Linked DNA regions of Mus musculus: all the other regions are linked to region 2. Evidence: chromatin contacts called from public promoter capture Hi-C data. All regions are on one chromosome and are shown on one strand. Each heading gives the region's core, a stretch centred on a gene start, on an enhancer-like site or on the middle of the called end of the contact. The rest is flanking DNA. Distances are from core to core; before and after follow the strand shown.

What was found. Promoter capture Hi-C pulls out the DNA fragments that hold promoters and counts their contacts.
Region 1: a promoter capture Hi-C map of pre-B cells shows a contact between it and region 2. The contact joins the promoter of Ints6l here to the promoter of Map7d3 in region 2. A contact is called at or near these places in 5 of 39 promoter capture datasets (the C10 cell line, cranial neural crest, frontonasal cranial neural crest and 1 more).
Region 3: a promoter capture Hi-C map of second pharyngeal arch cranial neural crest shows a contact between it and region 2. The contact joins the promoter of Smim10l2a here to the promoter of Map7d3 in region 2. A contact is called at or near these places in 4 of 39 promoter capture datasets (the C10 cell line, cranial neural crest, frontonasal cranial neural crest and 1 more).

The regions. Positions count from the first base shown.
Region 1 is chrX:56,452,592-56,456,093 of GRCm38.p6, reverse strand. It overlaps Ints6l (integrator complex subunit 6 like), which reads right to left and starts at 1,255. Exons shown (of 17, transcript NM_172779.4): 1 at 778-1,255; 2 at 568-645. The coding sequence starts at 888.
Region 2 is chrX:56,819,829-56,823,740 of GRCm38.p6, reverse strand. It overlaps Map7d3 (MAP7 domain containing 3), which reads left to right and starts at 1,416. Exons shown (of 16, transcript NM_177293.3): 1 at 1,416-1,504. The coding sequence starts at 1,438.
Region 3 is chrX:56,372,258-56,375,914 of GRCm38.p6, reverse strand. Smim10l2a (small integral membrane protein 10 like 2A) reads right to left here and starts at 1,398. Exons shown (of 2, transcript NM_183030.2): 1 at 707-1,398. The coding sequence starts at 1,278. The coding sequence ends at 1,042.

The sequences.
Region 1 (3,502 bases), core at 6-2,505, 370 kb after region 2:
TTTGGCAGGAAGAGGAGGGGAAGATGCGGTGAAGGAGAAACGGACCGGAGCGGGAGGAGGGAGAGGAAGCCCAGGCGGGGCGGGCCGAGGGATGGAAGGAGGGACCAGAGGAGGAGCTCGGGCGGCAGCAAAGCCCGCGCGGGGCTAAGAGAACATCGGGGCGGAGTCCCAGGCGAAGGGGCCGCAGCCTCACCATGGGCCTCGAGCCCTCCTTCCTCGGCCTCCTCCCCTCCCTCCTTTCCATCTCAGCAGCGCCCTCACCCTGCCTCTGGCTGCCTCATACAAAAGCAAAATGTCCGCCATCTTCGGAGGCGATTGCTGCAGCCGTGCTAGGAACTCGGCCCTCCAGTGCCTTCTCTACACCGGCTGCTCATCTCCGGGCCCCTCTCTGCGACCCCCGACCGCCGCCACCCGCCCTGCTCCTCCTGCCCTTCGGCGCTCCTCACTGCAGCCCGTCCCGCAGGGCGACGCAGGATCGCCACGGGTGGAGGCAAAAGGGATCAGCAGCCCCAGGCTAGTGGACGCGCACGCTCTTCCCGCCCACCGCTCCCCCGCTGGCCTGTTTACCTTGATGCAGTAGGGAGGCTCATCGTAGGTGACCAGCATGTACCTGTCTCCGCGGCTGGCTGGGTCCCGGGCGCGCAGCTGCGGGGCGAGGGATGACGGGGGGGTCGCGTAGGAAACGAGGGGAAGCGATACAAACGTTACAGAAGCACCTCAGTCCAACCCACCCATCCCACAGAAGCGACCCCTTCATCTCCTTTCCCCTCCTTTTACCTTCAAGAATAACTCCACAGCGCCTTTAGCAATGTCCAAATAGGAGGTGCCCAGGTCAGTGCGCTGGTTCATGGAGGCGGACGTATCTATGAGGAACAGCAGGATGGGCATCTTCCACTACACCCCTGGTTCTGGTCCCCACTCTCCCAGTCCCTTTTCCCTCAATGCCACGTATGGCTACCCAAATCCTGAACTCTCGCAGAGCCAGGGAGCAAGAGGAAAAGTGGGAAACGGGATGGGATAGATGGGACCGCTCCTGGCCTCTTTCTGCAGCCCCAACTCCTCTCCCTCCAAGGGAACTTGAAAGTGTGAGTGTGTCGGTCTCCGGGCCGTCTCTCTTCCCCTCTTCTGCCACCACTACTGCCCGCCGCCGCTGCCGCTGCCAGGACTACTGCCTAAGCATCCGTCCACGCTCACTAGAGCGCTCGCCCCAGACTGAGAGCCCTCTCTGTTCACTGACACAACTTCTGTCTGCTCACCTACCATCAGCACCATGTGACTAGAACACACGCCATTGGCTGCCAATTATGTTTAATTTACATATTCATTAGATGACTGGGTAAAGGGAGGGACTTGGGCCAAGCTTGAGGGTTGTAGTTTGGAACCCATGCTGGAGGTAAGGGGCGGGGGAGTAAAGGACCTTCTTCAAGCTCAGATTCTCCTTTAAAGGATTTAGAAGCCTTTAGGGTAATTTGTTTGGTCGTTTGGATGGATTTTCTTTCGTGCTTCAAAGATGGTAATTCGAAAGGAAAGGAGAATTGGGCAACAGTTGCATAGAAACAGATGTTTAGGCAGGCTTCACACAAAACATAACTACAATCAATCAATCCTGCCAGTGGCTAAGACCAAAACATTTCAGTAGCAGCAAACTTCTTTCCTAGCCAGACTTGCTCAAATTCCCTTAGATTAGTCCCTCTTCCTGATCAGTGTTTACATGTCGTTTTCTTGGTTGGTTCAGCTACTTAAAAAGGAAGCTGCCGCGGAAACGTTACCCTAAGCTGTCCTTTTGTAAGGACAGGCTCTCTCAGGCTTTGAAACATTGACCAGCCTGTGATACTTAAACTCCTGTGGGGACTGTGCGGCCTTTATCCATGGCTGATATCCTGCTTCAACTCAGGTTCATTGAACGTCCACAAAAGTGCTAGGCACCTGAAGTAGGCGTTCAATCATTGAAATATGTAGGGTCGATGGTACTGAAATTTAATTTTCAGTAGAGGGAAGTTGCCAATGCTGGCTCCATGTAAGTACTTGGTAACTGGTCAACTATACTTGGCTTTCCACTGCATATGACTCAATTTTTAAACTTGTATCTCAGGCTGGTCCTGAACTCCTCAGCATATCCTACAAGCGTGTGCTATGCCAACTACTGTGACATTATTTTTAATATAGAGTATGAGGTAGTGTTGCAGCATAGGAGTACGATGTTTGCCCAGCTCCTGTGAGGCGCTGAGTTTGAGTCTCCTACAACACTGATGATGGCGATAATGATGATAATGATACAGAGTATTTCTAGCAATGTGCTGTACACAAGTTAGACTCTTGAGCTTCAATGAGTATACAATTTTAATACAATGTGAAGATCACATATATATCTGCAAATGTTTTCTATATTGTTTGTAGATATCCTGTGTATATGTTCTACATGATTGATATATATTATGTTTTCTCAGAAATAAGACCAAAAATGGTGATGCAAGTAAAAACAGCGAGGCAGCACTTGCCTGTGGTCTAGAAGTTCAGAAGATTTCATGGGCAAAGAACAAGGTGTAAAAGAGGGAATCTGGCTTAGGAGGAATGGTGTGAACAAGAGTCCGCCAGAGACCACTCTATGTGTGATGAAGACCAGCTTACTGAAATATATAGAATGACTTGGGAATTAAAGATGGAAAGACATCAAACTTCCCCATTTCTGTCTTAAATATTAGTGGTGAAGGGGCTAGGAGCATTGGTCTTTGGATAGGAGTACTCACTGCTCTTGCAGAAGACACTGAGTTTGGTTCCTAGCACTCACTTAGAAGGCGTCAAACTTCCTGGAAATCCAGGTCCAGGGGATCCAATGCCTTCTGGCCTCTGTGGGTACTATGAACATGTGCACAAACCCACAGATAGACACACAAATGCATATAATTAAAAATAAAAATAAATCATTAAATATTACTGAAGAAAGATCGTATATGCATGGACTAAATAAAAGTTTATGACCAATGGGTACCTGTGTGGTAGTTTTTTGTATTGCTTTGTAGCAAATTATCACAAATTCAGCAGCTTAGCACGTACTTAAATGTTATCTCCTGCTCTGATTAGCTGGATTCCCTGCTCCATCTCACAAAGCTGTGGTCAGGGAAATGGCTAGGCCACATTTTTCATCTGGGAGCTCAACTGGGAAAGAATCAGCTCGGTAAAGCTCAGGAAGGCTGCTGGCAGAATTTATCTCATTGTGACTGTATGTGAAAAGGCTGAGAGCCACCCACAGATCTGCTTGCTGCTAATGTCCTCTGCCACACAAGCCTCTCCATCACCTGTTCACGATGCAGCTGTTTCTTTAGGGCCAGCAGGGAAAGCTCTCTCTCCAATCTGCTGATACAGAGCCTTAGATAATGTAACATAATCACGACAGTGACATCCATTACCTTTGTAATATTCTATTGACTAGAAGCAAGTCAGAGGTCCCAACCATACTTAAGGGAGAGGGATTATACAGCACGGGTACAGAACCCTAGGGCCC
Region 2 (3,912 bases), core at 167-2,666:
GTAGCTTGTTTTGTGATAACTTTCATTTTGAACAGTTGTTGTAAACATTTAGTGACCATTTGTATTTTCTTTCCTTCGAAGAGGCCTGTTTATGCCTTTTGACCACATTTAAAGGTCATTTGATGTACTTTCACATGTTTGTGCACTGTAAGTTATAACATTTATTTTCTATTCTCAAAAGATTCATCTTTATTTTTAAGATTTATTTATTTATTTATTATATGTAAGTACACTGTAGCTGTCTTCAGACACCCCAGAAGAAAACATCAGATTTCGTTACAGATGATTATGAGCCACCACATGGTTGCTGGGATTTGAACTCAGGACCTTCGGAAGAGCAGTCAGTGCTCTTAACCACTGAGCTATCTCTCCAGCACCTCATCTTTATTTTTAAATTGTATGTATGGGGGCGGTGCGATTGAGTGCAAGTGGGCACTGGGTTACCCTGGAGTGCAGTTGTAAGCCATCTGACTTGGGTGCTGGGGATCAAACTCAGGTCCTCTTGGAGGGCTTGATTTACTCTTATCCAATGAGCCATCACTCCAGGTCCCGTTTCTCTTTCTTCACCTAATGAAATTTCCTCATCTAAGATGAAGTACATGCGTACCCTAATGAGAAGCTTGGGGACTATATTTCAATACTGTCACTTACTGTGGTGACTCTAGACAAAGGGTTTTAATTTTTACTTTCCTTGCCTGTAAGTTGGGACAGTAGTGGTACATACTTCCTAGGGTAGTAGGGGACTAATAAGTTTGTGTATTACTGTAAGTGGTAAGTGTCATGGTACAGGGAAAAGATGGGTAACCACTATCAGCTTCTTCGGTTTACAGTTCCAATATCACTTGAAGACTCAGAGAATTCATTCAAGTGCTTATCCTATAAAGAGGCTCCTGGGCCTTCCTCAACCATAACTGCCTGCCCATAACCATGTGTTAACATATACACGAAAAAAAGAGGTGACACATCATCTATTCACCCCTCACATCCTTTACCCCCAAACTGGGCTTTTCATGTAATACTTCAAAGGTAATAAACGCTCATAGTACAGGAAGATGCTTGGCAAATGGGTGTTAACTTATGGATGGGGAACTATGGAATGTTGCAGCATTCATCAAGTAGAGGCGATAAAAGGAAAAGAACGGTCAATGGCCAAGTGGGCAGCTGATTGGCTGGAGCCCAGAACGCATCACAATAGAACCGCCAATATAAGAAAGGCTTTCCTCAGACAAAGTTAATAGCTTTCCAGCCAGCTTAGCCACAAGCATGTGAGAGCTAATGCTACCTATATTGAAGGTTCATGGGAAGTGCGGGGACTACCCGAGCCCCGCCCTGCCCCGCCCCCCGGGGTCCCAGCCCCGGCAGAGGCCAAAGAAGAGGCGGCGCCTGCGCCTTGCCGCCCAAGAACCACCTCCAGTGGTTCTCAACTACTCTCTGAAGATGGCGGACCCCACTTTTGCTGCTACCAGTAGCAGCACATCTTTCCGGGGGCTACACGAACGCTTGGGTGAGTGAGATGGATCATAGTCCCAGGGGGACAGGGACACTCATAGGCAGTGGGGTTGATGTAGCCCCAGGATCCAGAGAAGTAGCGTGGCTCAGTAACTTTTCCGTGGAGAGTCCCCTCGGTCCCTCATGGTCTATGATCCCCCTCATCTCTCTCAACACCTTAGGGCTGGGGCAAGAGAGATCAGAGAACCAGGACATGAAGGGGAAACCATCGGGCAGTGCTGTCAACATTCCAAAGACCATTGCTGGGCGGGCGGGAGCTACCAAACCCTAACTCTAGCCCTGTCTGCGTCGGGGACCAGTGACACCGCAGCAACTGCGGGAAAGCTCAGGGATGGGTGGGCGCTGGCCCGTGCTGGGCACATCCACACTTCAGGGTGGCCCTGCCAGGATCGGAAAGTTTGGGTTTTCCCTGAATCCCAAGGTGTTGGCGTTTTCCAGGTTCAGATCCAGGCGCGCGGGGGGCGGGGGGAGAACTGACGCTTAGGGCTTAGAATGTTGGGAAAAGATTTCACTTTGCTACGGCACGTGACTTTATCCCTAGGCTGAGCTGAATGAGAATCCTCACCTAGCAATACTTTCTCAACAGGTCCTATAATCAAAACTTTTTCTGTCTGGGGAGACGAAAAGGTTGGTGGGGTGTATTAATCTTAACAATTTTGGCAGCACCTATTTAATTCAGGAAATTGTGCGAGAAGGACAAGACTACTTTCCCCAGATATGCCTGTGAATAAGATGATTTTGATTGCTATAAAAATCTTTAAGGAGTTTTACATTGTAATTAGATGTACATATATTCATTTAGTGGGTTTTCTATGCATTTTAATATGCTAATACTAAAGAACTATTCTTATCTTAACAAATCACATTTTATATTTTCTACACAACTGTTTTAAATTAAAACCATTCAGCCAGATGAGCTTTAAAAACTGTGTGACTTAACTTGTTGCTTTTCCCTCGTTTGTTTAAATTCACAAATGGTTTCTCAGTTTAGAGCACGTTACTCAAAGATTGGGACCTATAAATGCAAGGAAAGCTACTAAGACTGAGAGCCAGATTAACAGCGTTTTAGAGCAGGAGAAACTTTAAAGTTAGTCTAGCAGCCAGAATCCCAGACTCAGAAGTCTTGAGCCACTTCCACAGCTTGGAGGTGTGCGGTATTAGGCAGCCTGATATTTTGTTACTATTTCGAATGGTGCAGTCGGGCTGGGAAGGGTGCTCTCCCCTAACAATGGCTGCTGGACACAAAGATTTCAGCAGTTTCCCACCAGCCTTTCAGTAGCTATTTGTTCTCCTGGTATCAACTGTTTATCTAGTAGGGAAACATTTAAAAACTATGTATTCTTTGAGAACCGATTCAAAAGAATGCATGCTATTATACCATTCGGAAGTAATGTGTGCCACAAAAATACCAGTAGTAAAACAGGGAGTGAGACTAGGTCTTTAACTAGGTCATAGTTTATCTGAGCTGTTAGCTCCCTAAGACTTAAAAGCAAATTCTTTTTTCTTTTCTGCAATGGTAAGATCTCTATGGCAGCAATTGCAGGGGCACATTCAAGCTTACCCCTTAAAATGAATCCCAGATAGCCCTCCCCCCATGCAAACCAACATCCCAAATCCCACTCACTAGGGCAATCCCTCCAGTCCTTTAATTATTTGAACTGTCTTTCCTGAACTGTTGGGTCTTTTTGAGAGTTATAACCAGACTTATGTGGTATGACCAAGGGATAGATTTGCTGTCCTTTTGCACAAAGGAAAAAACAGTGATCCCCAAGCCCTTGCTCAGGATTGTGGGTAATTTTAGATACAACCATCCATGGAATTCACGGTTCAGTAATTCTCTATAATCCGTCTTAATGTACATCATCTTATTTTTTTCTTTCCCCCAATTTACATGTCATCTTACTAATGTTTGCTTATCACTTTCCTGCATGTTGACAGAATATATATATATGGTACAATTTATATTTATTTGCCTTACTTTTAAAAACATTGGCTGTCCTTGTCCCAGCAACTTCATAATGCATCAGAATAGAGCCTTGGGGGTACTGGCTCCATGGAGGTGTAGTTCCATGGGGGAAGGGCACATTGCTTAGCATAATAGAGGGCTTAGTTCAATCCCAATCTCCATAGAGAGAAGAAAGACAATGAGCTACTTTTTAGGCAGTTCTAATTGTTTGAGCCCGACACCCAGAGGGAAGGTACAGGGTTGTCCTGAAAGTGACATATGCAGCTAGTGTATAGCCAGCCTAGAAAGTACCTGATATGGGTAATTTATAATGTCTTGTAATATTGACCTCAATCTCTGAGTATCTGCCTGTTATTACTTTGCTTCTAGGTTTGGGTCTATAAATTTTTAATTTTTAAGAGATTTTTATTTTATGTGTATGAATGTTTCTGCCTGCA
Region 3 (3,657 bases), core at 149-2,648, 450 kb after region 2:
ACACAGCAGACATGCCACTCATGGCTGGTAGATGGGCTTCTGGGTCTCCAGTGTGTCACTGCAGGTCCTTCAGGGAGCCTGGGCAGCCTGGAAAGGGTGGGAGAAGCAGCTTGTGGGGGAAGAGATGGCTAGAGCCAAGTATTTCCTGTTCTTCCCTGTCTGCAGATGCAGAGCCTCAGTAAGGTCCTCAGACCGGGTTAGGGGAATAAGTGGCTGAGTCCAGTCCCCTGCCCCATCCCCAACAGTGCTCCAGGCAATTTGGGAAGGGCTGTGCACAGCTGCAGAGAGTATCCTTGGGCCTCCCTGCCAAGAAGGAGACAGCCTTCGGATTGGCTCAAAAAGATCTGTTCATTTTATCTGCTCACCTGACTTAGGTAGAGATGGATGGATAATCTTTACTGTCTAGGGCCTTCCTGAGACCTCACTGGCCCAGTCCTCTCCCATTTAGGGTTCAGGTGACATCTCAGGAGTCCTCTGCATAAAAAGGGGTTGGATGCCTGGAAAGTGGGGGCGGGGGCGGGGGGTTCTCTGACAGTGTGCTGGTGATGAGCTGACTCTCCAAGATGCCCCTCGCCCCATCATGAATCACTCTACCAGGCAGCCGGTGTGCCCCGCTGCATTCTCTCTTTCCATAAACCAGTCTGGGTATTTACATGCAGTGGCCACATACCCCCCCCCCCCACCATTCCAACCTGTGGTCGCCTACCTTTAGGCACAGAGCCTGGTAAATCAAGTCCTGTGGTAGTAGCATGCTCTCTTTTGGGCTCTCCCGCTTTTGGCCAATGGGGAGGCAACAGGTTTGCCAGACTCTGGTGATTCTCTGGATGCAGAGGAAAAGGACTGGGCTGTGAAGGTTTTTGCGGTATGGGATGTGGTTCCTCAGGCCCTTCGCAGAGACCTAAAATGGAGGGGCCCGGGCCGTGCCGCCTGCGCCCCCCGCCGCAGTCTGGAGGCACTGTGCGCCCCGCTGTCCTTCCTGCGGCCGCCAGGATGGCGCGGAAGGCGCGGATGGCCCTCTCCTCCGTGGCGGAGGGCGTTTGCTCACTCGATCCGCACCTGCAGGCGGACGTTGAGCATCACTGAGGCCACCATGTAGAAGTAGGGGAAGTTCACGCGCAGGCGCCAGGCTAGGTCGAAGAAGGTGAGTAGCGTGCGCGTGAGCCCCTTGCAGAACGCACCGTAGGAGCTGCGTGTCGCCGCCCAACGCGACAGTCGCACTGCCAGGCCAGACAGGGCCGCCGCCGCAGCAGCAGCAGAGAGGGCCGCAGTCACCGCCATTGGCCTGGCTCACCGCTCACCTGCTGCAGAGCCAGCTCAATGCGCTGCGCCACGCCACCCCACTCTGTCCGCAACCCCGCCCAAGGGCTCCGGGTCCGTGCAGCCTTCAATGCTCCACCCCCAGCACCGCCGCCTTTGTAGCTCTCCGCCCTCTCTCCAGACCTGCCGCTGCTCAGCTCCGCCCCCTCAATGCAGGCTGGAGGCAGAAGTCCTTCTGCTAGTTCCGCAGGTATCATTAACTCATACAGGGTCCAGCTGCTGCACAATGGCTGTAGGGCTAGGGCCAGACTTGCTTCACCGGATTGACACAATCCCATGGATAGGAACCCTCTCTCCACGAAGTCCCAAACCTTCCAAGTGTTTGTCCCACCTGTTCATCGTATTCTTTCTTCCTAGTGTGTACAAAGACTGAGTGGCCTAGAAGGTGTGTTCCTAGGATTCACTGGGGAAATCGGCTAAGCAAGGGTGTGGGGGAGTTAAGGGCTAGCTCTTGGGAACTATTGATATTTCGATAGGAAACTATACCCAGAAATTCTCTCCTATGCACGCTAACACCCTCCACTGTCTCCCCAGGAAGCCAGGTCAAAGGACTCATTGCACCTTTCTTTATTCTCTCTCTCTCTCTACCCCTTTCTCTTTCCTTAACATCTCAATTATTTATGTATGTTTATTTTCTTACGGTCCTTTTTGTTGGCGTAATTTTACATAGTTATACAGTGTGACAATTAAATCCATGTATACAATGCATAAAGATCAAATCATAGTAATTAACCTCTCACCTTATTATTTCTCTGTGTTTGGAGCCTTCTCTCTTCTAGTTCTATTTAAAAACACAATAGGTTGTTATAATCTATAGCCACTGATTTGTCCTCTAGGAACCTAGAACTTAGTCCTCATACCTAATTGTATCACACTGTCTGTAATCCAGATTTCTAGTTCTCTTTCCTGTCTTCTTAGTCTGCTGTAACTCTCTTCTTTTTGAATAACCATTTAAAAAAATAGCCAGATTGAGTCATTACCTAAGACATTCCTTCAATTTCTTTTCTTTTCTTTTCTTTTTTTTTTTTGTTTGGATTGGATTTTCTTTATTTACATTTCAAATGTTTTCCCCTTTCCAGGTCTTTCCTTCAGAAACCCCCTATCCCATCCCCTCTCCCCCTGCCTCTGTGAGGATCCTCCCGCCCTGGCATTCCCTTACACTGGGGCATGGAACCCCCTCAGGCCCAAGGGCCTCTCCAACTAATGTCCAACAAGGCCATCCTCTGCCACATATGTGGCCAGCGCTATGGGTGGCTCAATGTGTACTCTTAGTGTACTAAAATGTCCCACACAGTGCCATCAACTCAATGGCGCATGCATTTTGTTGCTTTTCTGTTGGATTTGCTGGTCGCTCTTTCATGTTAACATCTGATCTTTCTATCAACAGGGTCCACCGAATCCAATCCAAAGCCAGGTCATCTCCAGAGATGCAGGGAACTGTTCGGTCATCTCTGCAAAAGTGAGGGCAAAACAGCCAAGGTTCCACATTGCAGCGCGATGCTTACGTTCAGTAGGTTAGGCAGAGTAAGTGCATTTGTGTCTTAGGATGTCTTCAACTTACAATAGATATACAATAGATATAACAACTAGATATAAGGAGTGTAAATCAAAGATATTGATATGGAGTAGAGTGACCCCTCCATCCTCATTTTTAGTTTATAGCACATCTTTAGTTATGCTTGAGGCTGTGCATATCCATATAATTTTAGAATCAACAATCAATTTTGTCTGTGAGTACAAAAAGGCATTGCTGGAAATTGTGTTAAATAAATAGACCAATTTGGGGGAGAAACTGACATCATTTCTATGCTGATTGTACTAAGCCATGAACAGAATCTGTCTTTGTTCATCAAGATGGTTTTTTATTTCTTTTATTGGCATTGAAATCCTTTATATCATTTATACATTTGTTAAAGGTACTCTAAAATACTAATTTTCTTTGAAGCCATTATAAATGATTTTGGACTTTTGATCTCAGTTTCCATATGCTTGCTCATTATTAGTATATAGAAATGTATTATGTGTGTATGTATATGTGTACACATGTCTATGTATTCCTGTGTGGTTACATAGGCATATTCATGCATGCTTATATGTAGAGGCAAGAGGACAAACCAAGGAAGACTATCCTCTTTGTTTTTTGGATAGTCTCTTAAGGGTCAGAGGCCCTCCAAGTGGATCAGAAGGCCAGAGAGCCCCAGGGATCTGCCTGTCTTTGCCTCCCCAAGGTCTGGGATTAAAAACATATGCCACTACCCAGTGTAATGGCACATGCCTTTGGTCCTCAGCACTCTGCAGACAAGGACAGGCAGACCTCTGCACGTTTCTGGCCAGCCTGGT